Regions from separate parts of the Gossypium hirsutum genome. Here all the other regions are linked to region 3. A link is a contact called in public Hi-C data. All regions are on one chromosome and are shown on one strand. The core of a region is the stretch at or near the end of the contact, and the rest is flanking DNA. Distances in the headings are between cores, read along the strand shown. Region 1 holds the start of LOC107888598 (myb-related protein 306). Region 2 holds the start of LOC121206475 (DExH-box ATP-dependent RNA helicase DExH18, mitochondrial). Region 3 has its middle 4.7 kb from the start of LOC121207256.

Region 1 (3,081 bases), core at 208-2,707, 150 kb after region 3:
TTTAGAAAAAAATAGCATTTCCATCTAGTTTGATATCACTAAGCTGGTCATCTTTCCCTTGACTTGCACCATCATCAAAAAGCCATTTCTCAAGCAATGTGAGTTGCCCTAGTTCATTCACATCTGGTTTACTTTCATCTTGGAAAAGGCTTGCTTGATCAGGTGACAAAGATTGTGAGAAATCAGAATTTGAAGAATCAAATGATTCAAACACTTCCAATGACTCAAAAACCTCAGACATTTCAATGCTGTTGCTGCTTTTGTTTTCCTTCCATGGAGTCCCAATCCCTCCCATATTATCACTTGAAACAGGTTTTGGTGGATTTCTCATCCATTTCTTCAATAACTTAGCTATATTCTCAGTGCTTGATGCATATCCTCTTGGTTTTGAAGCTAAACCACTTGATTTCTCTGGTGACAATGCATCAGATAAAGCCTGTTTAGCCATTTGGATATCAGTCTGCAACTTTCTCTCCCATTGGCCTCTTGAAATTTGGTGTTTTTCTGATGAAAACCCTTCTCTAGAATAACTTTCACTGCCATTGATCGTCTTCAGCTTCTTCTTCAAGTGAGTGTTCCAATAGTTTTTAATGTCATTGTCAGTTCTCTGAGGAAGGTAAGAAGCTATTGCAGCCCATCTGCACAATTTGAATACCCCACTTATTCATAAAACTCCACAGATAAAAGTTTACATAATATGAGTTCTTAGATTATACCTGTTGCCTAAAAGAGCTTGAAGGTGGATTATCAATTTCTCTTCATGATCTGTAAAGTTTCCCCTCTTAATCCCAGGCCTTAAGTAATTAGTCCATCTAAGCCTGCAACTCTTGCTACATCTATGCAACCCTGGAAATCAGGAAACCAGAAACAAAAAAAGATTAAGAATTTCAATACTACAAAATTTTGAATGTAGCTGAAAAATGGAAAATAAGTTTAAGCCAATAACCTGTATTTGTAGGAACAGCCCTCCAATTCCCAGGACCATGTTGTTGAATATAAGATACCAAGATGATGTCTTCTTCAGGAGTTCATGGACCTTTCTTCAAACCAGCTTTGTCACAACAAGGTGGTCTCCCCATTTCTTTATTGTTATTATTATTATTATTATTATTATTATTTTCTCCTTGGAAACTTTTAAGACTAGGGTCTAAGGTAAAGGATTAGTTGGTCCTGGTTTGCATATATAGAAAAGAGGGAGTGAGAGAGAGGATGCTGACCTGAAAGGTGTAAAAGGGTAGCCTTCAAAAACATAAAAGTTCCAATTACTTCCATGCCAAAGAGTCAAAAGGTGACAGCAAGAGCATTAACTCAAGGAAGAGTGAGCAGGGAGCAGGCAATGCTAAAGTCAGCTCAGTTGTGGCAGAGACAATGGCTCACAACACCACATCGCGTGGCATTCAATGCGGGTTTTGCTCGACAATTTTTGTTCCTCTAAAGAAGAAAAAACAATTATGGTCTAGTCTCGAATAATGGAGTTTTTAGTATTTACGGCAAATATGAGTCCTGGCGTTGTAAAAGAAAAAGCAACAACAAAAAAGGAATGTTAAATTCACTGCCGGGCACCAGGGTTAAGATTTTTTTTTTATGATTTTAGTGACAATTTTCAAAAATTGAGATTTTATGAAAATTTATAAATAGATTTCAAGACTTTAATTAATTTTTTTAAAATTTTTTAAAGATTTAATTAAAACTTGGGTAAATTATAAAAATAGTCACTTTTATTTACCTCAAATTATATTTTAGTAATTTACTTTATCCTTTTGTTACGAAATGGTCATTTTACGTTAAACTCCGTTACATCCCTAACAGCAGTCCTACGTGGCAATACAAATGGATTTTAAATGCCAACTTGGGTTTTAATTTATACTACCACGTAAGACATCTAAGTTGGCATTTAAAACTCATTTGGATTGCCATGCAGGATCACCATTAGGGAGGTAACGAAACTTAACAGTAGAGTAATCACTTCGTAACAAAACTATAACGTAAATGACTAAAACATAATAAAATTTTGAAGTTCTTAAGTCCTAACGAGAATCCGCCTTTAGTTAATTTCGCTAGGATTTTGAGTGATAAAAAATTTGGTAATTTTTAAATAAAATTTTAGTTTTTAAATTTTGTAAATAGAAAAATAAGTATTCGACGAGGTTGTGTCCTTTTTTTTCTTTTTTCTTTTTTTTGAGATCTCAACAAATTTGATCCTAAAATAGTAAAGACTTGACGTCACCGTGAGAGAAAATTTTGACACAATCTAGATTAAAAAATTATTTAATAAATTTATAGAATATTAATATAAAAATATGGTTTTAATTTAAATGAAAAAGTTGTGATGGTAAAAATTATAATAGCTTTGATTTAAATTTTATCATTCTTATTATGAGTATTTATTTTTTTAAAAATTTATCAAAATATAAAAAATATAAATATTCTAAAATAATATTTATTCTTTTATAAGATAAAATTTTAATTATTCTACTGTTTAATGTCTTTGGTCACCGTATAGAATGTTGACGTGATAGTTTTTTAATTGGTATACTAATAAATTTAACCCTTTAATACTTTGCACGATCTATCAAATTGATCCTAATTATTAAAGATTCAACAAATTTAACTCTCAATGTTTACAATTCTGTCAATTTCGTCAAAATTCTAAAAAATAAAAAAAAATTATAATTTTAAAAACTTGAAAATATGTATTATTTATTTTATAAAAAGACATAAAATATAAAAAGTTATAATGTAATTATTTGTTTACATTATCAAAAAAAATTAAAATATATTTACATTATTTTAACGAGTGTTACAATCTTATAGGCCTAATTTTTAATGGCCAAAGATGATTTAAAAGTTATAATGTAATTTTTTTTAATATTTTATATTTTATGTCTTTATATAATAAATAATATATATTTTCAAGTTTTTAAAATTATAATTTTTTTTTAGATTTTTAGAATTTAGACAAAATTGATAAAATGTGTAAACATTGATGATTAAATTTGTTGAATTTTCTTAGAATTAGGACTAAGTTGACAAAATATGCAAAGTGTTAAGGGCTAAATTTGTTATTATATCAATCAAAAG
Region 2 (3,281 bases), core at 357-2,856, 250 kb after region 3:
AGGTAATGTTAAAGATCCAAAGGGGCAGTGAGAATATGGAGCTGCAAGTGATTTTGGAAGAAGTAAGTTCATAATAGGGTCCTCAAATTCATCTATTAGGGTTATTAAGATGTGCAAAAATCCCATGATGAATCTTGAAACTATTACAGTTTGCCCATTTTCCATATTTTATGAAAGATAATATACTTGTGAAAATATATAGCAAGAGGTACTCACATATTACCAGTTCACGTCTTTCATTGTGTTTTCCATGTTTATGGTTAGCAATATTATTTTGAAATTAAAGTAAACTGCCCATTAGCTATGCTAGAGATAACCTCAGACTTATTTAACTTCATGAAATCAAGCTCATTGTGGTCTAGCTTGGAACTTCAAAATCATCTCAACAAAGATGTGTGGAGTAGTCTCATCTCACCAGGAACATGATAAGTTGGTTTGGAAATTTGCAAAACCCAGCCATTTAGTCTCTCCAATCTTATACTACTTATACCACTAAAAAAAGGCAATTAGTCAAGCATCCATCGGTAGAAGTATCACAAAATCCTCCTAGAATCTGCAAATTATCTCTGTACATTAGATGAGTGAGTGAGCAAAATAATTCATTCATTAAAATTTGATGTTTTATATACAAGGTATAACAACAAATTTAGTCTTCAACTTTTACATATTTATTCAATTTGACTTCTACTCTTTCATGGAAAATAAATTAGAAATTTTTGAAATTAATAACGTTAAAAGGCCAAAAAGGCTCTAGTAACAAATTAAAAAAATTCAATTAAATCATTTTAAAATTTAATAATTATTAAAAAGTCAAAAAATATAAACAACATTGACTCAATAAAAGAGTGGAGGTCAATTTAAAAAAAAACGTTATAACTATTAGATTTTAATGGGTCAATATTGTTGTCTTTTAATAAAAATATTTATAATTTTAAAATTTTTATAACTTATAATTTTAAAATTTTTATAACTTCTTTTATAAACTTTATGATTTTTAATAATAATTCATTTTTAAAAGGACTTAATTGATTTTTTAAAACTTTGTTATTAAGTCCCTTTAGCCTTATTAGTTTCAAAAAATTTCAATTTACTTCCAATAAAAGAGTAGGGGTCGAATTGAATAAATGTGTAAAAGTTGAGGGCTAAATTTATTATTATACCATATATATATATATATATATATAAACACCAAATTTTAACATACGAGCTGTTTACTCACTCATTTAATATTCAGGGACTAATTTACTCATTTTTCAATAGATAAATTAAAATGGTATAAAAGTTGTGGTGCTTTTACTGATTATGTCAAACATAGTGAAAGAAAAAATTATATATAAAAATATATTTATTAAGGAATTACTTCTTGTATATATATAATTTCACTAATCTTGTATTATGATCTTGGACATATTTTTTTATTTTAAGCAGTTACTATTATTTTTTGGATTTTCTAGCTATAAAAAAATTTAATAATATTTATTATTTTTAAAAATAAATATAAAAGAAAAAGAAAAAGAAAAAAGAAAACATGTGGGCTTTCATTTGACTACCCAAAAAATTGGGCTAATGAAGAGGCAAGAACGCTCGGTAAACTTCGAGTCTCCAGACTCAAATCCGACCGAGTCCTAGTATCCGAGTTCCATACTTTCTCTGTAATTACTCCAATCTAAACCGACTCTGGGTTTAGGGTTTTGGTGGCTTAACTCTCTCCACTACTTTCCCTCCATTTCCTCTCTGTCTTTCTTATTATCTGTCTCTCAATCCTCTTGAGGTAAGTTCCATTGAAAATCCCCTTTTTTGGCCTTAATCTCCTTTTTTTCACCAAATTTAACACCTTTAGCTTATTGCAATTTCAAAAGTTCATTGCTTTAAGCAGGAAAAAAAGGGGGAAATAAAATTGTTGGGTTTCTACTCTTTTATGCGGGTATTAAATGGGAAGAGGATTAGCAACGTTTCTGTTTAGAATCTATACTTCTAAGAAAAATGTTTCTAGAGTTAAGTTTATGTCATCAAATCGATATATTCATTCTTTTAGACAATTTGAAAACTGGGTTTTGGATAAAGACCCTCCGTCTTTCCATGTGCCTCGAAGAGAGTTTTCGACTAGCTTGGTTGGTTTAGTTGGTAAATTTAGAAACTATGGAGATGCTAATGTGAGACCTTTTTCCTCTGTTGTTAAAAATGGGGGTGATGATGGTGGGGAGGATAATGGAATGCATGATTCAGAAATGGAAAAAAATGAGCACGGTAAGCATATTTTGGATTTTGTGAAACTTGTCGACTTTGATGGTGAAAATGAGAATAAGGTTGAGGATGATGTTGATGGTTTGAATGAGAATGGTATATATGGTTCAAAAGATGTTGAGTTGGAACATGGAGATGATAAAGAGAATAAGGGTATTGTGGATTTTATGAGAGCTAATGATTTTGATAGTGTCCATGAGAATTCAGATGAGGATGGCATTGACAGTTCTAAGGAGGATGGAATTGATGGAACTGTGAACCGTAAGCAAGTCGGCTTTCGAAATCCTGTGGAATTGTATCAGGAACTTCGTGGTAATGAAAACCCTGTGAAGCTGTGCAGAGAAGATTGGGAGATCTTACAGCAAGTTTTCAGCTATTTCTGTAGGTCAGGGTGGGCAGCCAATCAGTCACTTGCTATTTATATTGGCAGGTCATTTTTCCCTACTGCTGCTCATAAGTTCCGTAGCTTTTTCTTTAAGAATTGTTCTGCTGATGTTACTGAACATTTGGTATCACTTGGTCCATCTAATGCTGCTGTTAAGTTTCTTTTCCCTATATTTGTGGAGTTCTGTATTGAAGAGTTTCCTGATGAGATCAAGCAGTTTCGAAGTATGATTCAATCAGCAGATCTTACAGCACCGCATACATGGTTTCCCTTTGCACGGGCAATGAAGCGTAAGATCATTTATCACTGTGGTCCAACAAATAGTGGCAAGACTTACAATGCTTTGCAGCGGTTTATGGAAGCAAAGAAGGGTATTTATTGCAGCCCGCTTAGGCTTTTGGCTATGGAAGTTTTTGACAAAGTGAATGCACAAGGAATTTACTGTAGTCTCCACACAGGGCAAGAGAAGAAATATGTCCCGTTTTCGAATCATGTCGCCTGTACTGTGGAAATGGTGTCAACTGAGGAATTATATGATGTTGCTGTTATTGATGAAATCCAGATGATGTCAGACCCGTATAGAGGTCATGCATGGACGCGTGCATTGCTCGGATTGAAAGCTGATGAGATACATTTGTGTGGGGATCCAACA
Region 3 (3,480 bases), core at 632-3,131:
ACTCACTAAAATTTTCTTCTCCAAATATGTAATTGTTTTCTTAAAACTTCATTTAATGCACTTGCTTTTGAATTTTCTCACTAAATCCAATCCAGAAACAATACCAATTACTTTACCAAAAATTTTGGGGTGTTATTGAAGGAGTGGAAGACATTGGTACGTTCAAATTGGAGGGTGATAACTAGGTTTTGGCTTTGAAGATTAATGAAGAATAAGATAACCCATAAGTTTTGAAGCATTGAGAGAGAGAGGGGGGGAGGGATAGTGAGAGGGGTAAAGAAATTGAAAATTAATTAATTAAAAAAAACTTTTTATAGTTTGAAAAAAAGTAACATAAAAGTTTTGAATTAATTTGTTTAACAAAATTCAAGTTTAGGGATTAATGTGGACAAAAAAAAGTTTAGGGATGAAGTTGGAAATAGACGATAAATTCAAGGGTTAAATGTTGCTTTATCCAAGCTTTAATTTCAAGATTTCATTTCTAGGATCGACACCAAATGAAGGACTTTATAAAGGGTAGTTTATAATGAAGTAAAATTTTAATTATAACCACACTGTGACTAGGACACTAGCTTAAGATATTTAGGACGATTGTAAAACTCTCAAGTGCTCTTTGGATGATATAGTCTAGTCGAGGCTCAACTTTTATCCAACAATGTTGTTTTCGCACAGTGGATCAACTATAATCAACTTCATTACTAATAAGAGAGCTAACAGCAGATCAAGGATAACTTACAGATAGTAGTCCATAAGGAAGTAAAATTGCAGCTGCAATGGCAATGTGATTGGGTCATTAGACCCTTAAATGTTCTTTGGACGACATGGTCAAGTTGAGTCTCGACTCCTGCGATACAAAATCACAGCCGCACTGTAAGGTAATTACAATAAACTTCATTACAGTAACAATCTACGTATGTTGTTGCAGTCCAAACTACAATGTTGGATCCATAATGGTTAAAATATCTAATAAGTCTATGTGCTCTTTTTAAATTTGGAATTTAACCCCTTGTAATTTTTTTTATTATGAAATTAGCCTTAGTTTTCAGATTCCAAAATTTAGATCTAATTGTTAATACTATTATTTGTTAAATTCATGTTTTTCATGACATTATTATTTTTAGCTACATGGCTACTAAGTGAGTACTTTTTTATTTTAAAATGTCAAATCAATAAATTTAATAAAAAATTTAACAATATTAACAATTAAACTTGAATTGTGAAATCTTAAAGTATAGAGACTAAATTCCTAAAAGAAAATTAAAGAAACTAAATTCCAAACTCATGAAAAGTGAAGTGACTCATGACATATTTTAACCATAATTAATTTACAATCAATTTTATGAGAATTTTTTTAAAGAAAAAACCATTCGGCAACTTCATAAATTTATAAAGATTCCACAATTACAAGTTTCGATGTTAATTAAGGGTGAGTTTGGATGGGCGATGTGTTTACCTACAGTCAATGTAAAAACAACGGTGGTAGTGAGATTAGATATTGTAGCGACACTATAGCGTGAGACAAAAAATAAATTAAACGCATCGCATCGCATCGTATTGCACCCTACCGCCCATCCAAACTCATTACCTAATGCTCACATTTTGAATTCAGTTTATAAAAAAAATGCATAGAAAAGCAAATCAAATTTGTGTTAGGCCCAATAAAGAAGCCCACATTAGACAAAGTAACCTTTCAAATGGGTTATGTTAAACTTTTTAACTTTTTTTTTCTTTTACTTGCAGGCTTTTTGATCCATCATTGTTTTTTTTTAAAAAAATTCATAAATTTTCTTTTTAAATTTTTTTCTAAAGTCATTCCAATTTCTAAACCTATCCCATCCACCCGATGAGCCCAACTAACCCGGGCCGGGCTTTAGAGAAAGTGGTTGCTGTAAATCTGGTCTATTCGATCCAAATTAGAGTACTTTGGGCCAAAACCCAAAACCCAAAAATATTTTTTTAATAATTCAAAGAACAAATTTAGCCTTTCGAGAAATGGAGTTAATTGAATAGCCTAAAAGACTAGATATATAAAACTTTATTACTTTAATATTTGTACTAATTATATTAATGTCTAATAAATGCAATTACTTAATTATTAAATAAATAAATATAGGTGAAAATTGAATAATTATATATGTTACTGCCAATTACAAAAGTTAGATACAAGCTTAGTTGCAACTAAAGTAACATTTCACATCTCATTTTAATTTACATTATTTGATTGTCATATTTTGACCCAAACCATTTGGAGCTTTTAAATGTTTGTCTTTTAAAGAATTTTAGTAGCTCATTAGTGAAGACATATCGTATAAGAATCAAGCTAAATAAAGATTGTATCAAGACTTTCAATCAGAGAGTTTGATGTCATAAAGAATTTTTACTAGTCTACTCTTTATTAAAGACATGTTCGAAGATTAATTTTGAGGAATTAGATATTCACATTAATTGTATCTTAATGTGCCATATTATGTTTATACATAGGAAGATTTACTTATATTCAATGAGGAACTGGACTTTGGTGAATATTTATAAATAAATTGTTTTATTTATCGATTTATAATTAAATTTTCAAGAAGAAAATGATCTAAATCAACAGAAATCTTCATCTTTCATTAACAAATTTCTTAACTTAAAAAAAAATCAACAATTCTAATTTCAAAATCTATGATTATATTGCTTTATGAACCATTTTTCATTTATTTATTCTTTACAATGAAATTCGGTCAATTCATATTTTTAAATGCTTAAAATTATTTAATTTTTAATTTACAAAAAATATAATTTGTTATTTTATTGAATTATAGAAACACATTTTTTTTTCTAAATATTAATTTAATCAATATCACTAAAAATTGGTTAATATTTCCCATAAAATACTAATCTTTATATCTTTAAGTACAATAAATGTGTTGCATTATAATTTATTCCAAGCAAAAACATATTAACATTAAGGAATAAAGCATGTGTGAAGCTCATTATTAATTCACATGAAATGGAAAAAGAGTAGAAAGCATTCTTAAGCAAGCTAAAAAAAGTTCAATGAAATGGTGTTTTCATACATTTCTTTGTATTCAATTTTATGTTGTAAGATTGTAGGACAACTTATAATCATAATTTCAAAACACCCAACATTAGACCAAAACAATGGATTCCCCACCATTAAAATGTAAGGACAGCTGTTAGCAAAGTTTGCAAATAATGGTGGATATTTAAGGTAAAAGTAATACCAACAGTTTTATATTAGGGGTTATATTGTATTTTGTTCCATTTATTTAGAAAATAAGTAAATTAGTCATTATATGTTAGGTTAAAAAGTAAACTAGTTCTTCTGTTAAAAATTCATTCATATATTTTAGCATGAGGTATATGTGGCACGCCATGTATCATTGTCTGGTTATCCTGTTAGTTATGTTAGTTTTTAACAATACAAGTGGATTAATTTTTTAACAGAAATAACCAATTTGTTCTTTGATCTAAAAT

The links. Hi-C and Micro-C count contacts between places; a contact is called where the count stands out from the background.
Region 1: a contact with region 3 is called in a Hi-C map of leaf, with 3 times the contacts expected there. The contact joins the promoter of LOC107888598 here to the enhancer-like site in region 3. A contact is called at or near these places in 17 of 34 Hi-C or Micro-C datasets (callus, cotyledon, fibers and 3 more).
Region 2: a contact with region 3 is called in a Hi-C map of leaf, with 2.6 times the contacts expected there. The contact joins the promoter of LOC121206475 here to the enhancer-like site in region 3. A contact is called at or near these places in 3 of 34 Hi-C or Micro-C datasets (callus, hypocotyl and leaf).

Annotation. Positions count from the first base shown.
Region 1 is chrA09:4,397,265-4,400,345 of Gossypium_hirsutum_v2.1, forward strand. LOC107888598 (myb-related protein 306) reads right to left here and starts at 1,458. Exons shown (of 3, transcript XM_041077430.1): 1 at 947-1,458; 2 at 717-846; 3 at 1-638. The coding sequence starts at 448. The coding sequence ends at 2.
Region 2 is chrA09:4,496,968-4,500,248 of Gossypium_hirsutum_v2.1, forward strand. It overlaps LOC121206475 (DExH-box ATP-dependent RNA helicase DExH18, mitochondrial), which reads left to right and starts at 1,607. Exons shown (of 1, transcript XM_041077431.1): 1 at 1,607-3,281. The coding sequence starts at 1,932. It overlaps LOC107888602 (protease Do-like 8, chloroplastic), which reads left to right. Exons shown (of 13, transcript XM_016812767.2): 13 at 1-197. The coding sequence ends at 74.
Region 3 is chrA09:4,250,795-4,254,274 of Gossypium_hirsutum_v2.1, forward strand. No RefSeq gene overlaps it. Among protein-coding and RNA genes, the nearest start is that of LOC121207256, 4.7 kb to the left of the region's middle. Within about 2 kb of position 1,882, at least 1 of the 9 cell types and tissues checked has an H3K27ac peak or open chromatin away from gene starts, as enhancers often do. A contact at or near this core is called in leaf, where this site is marked.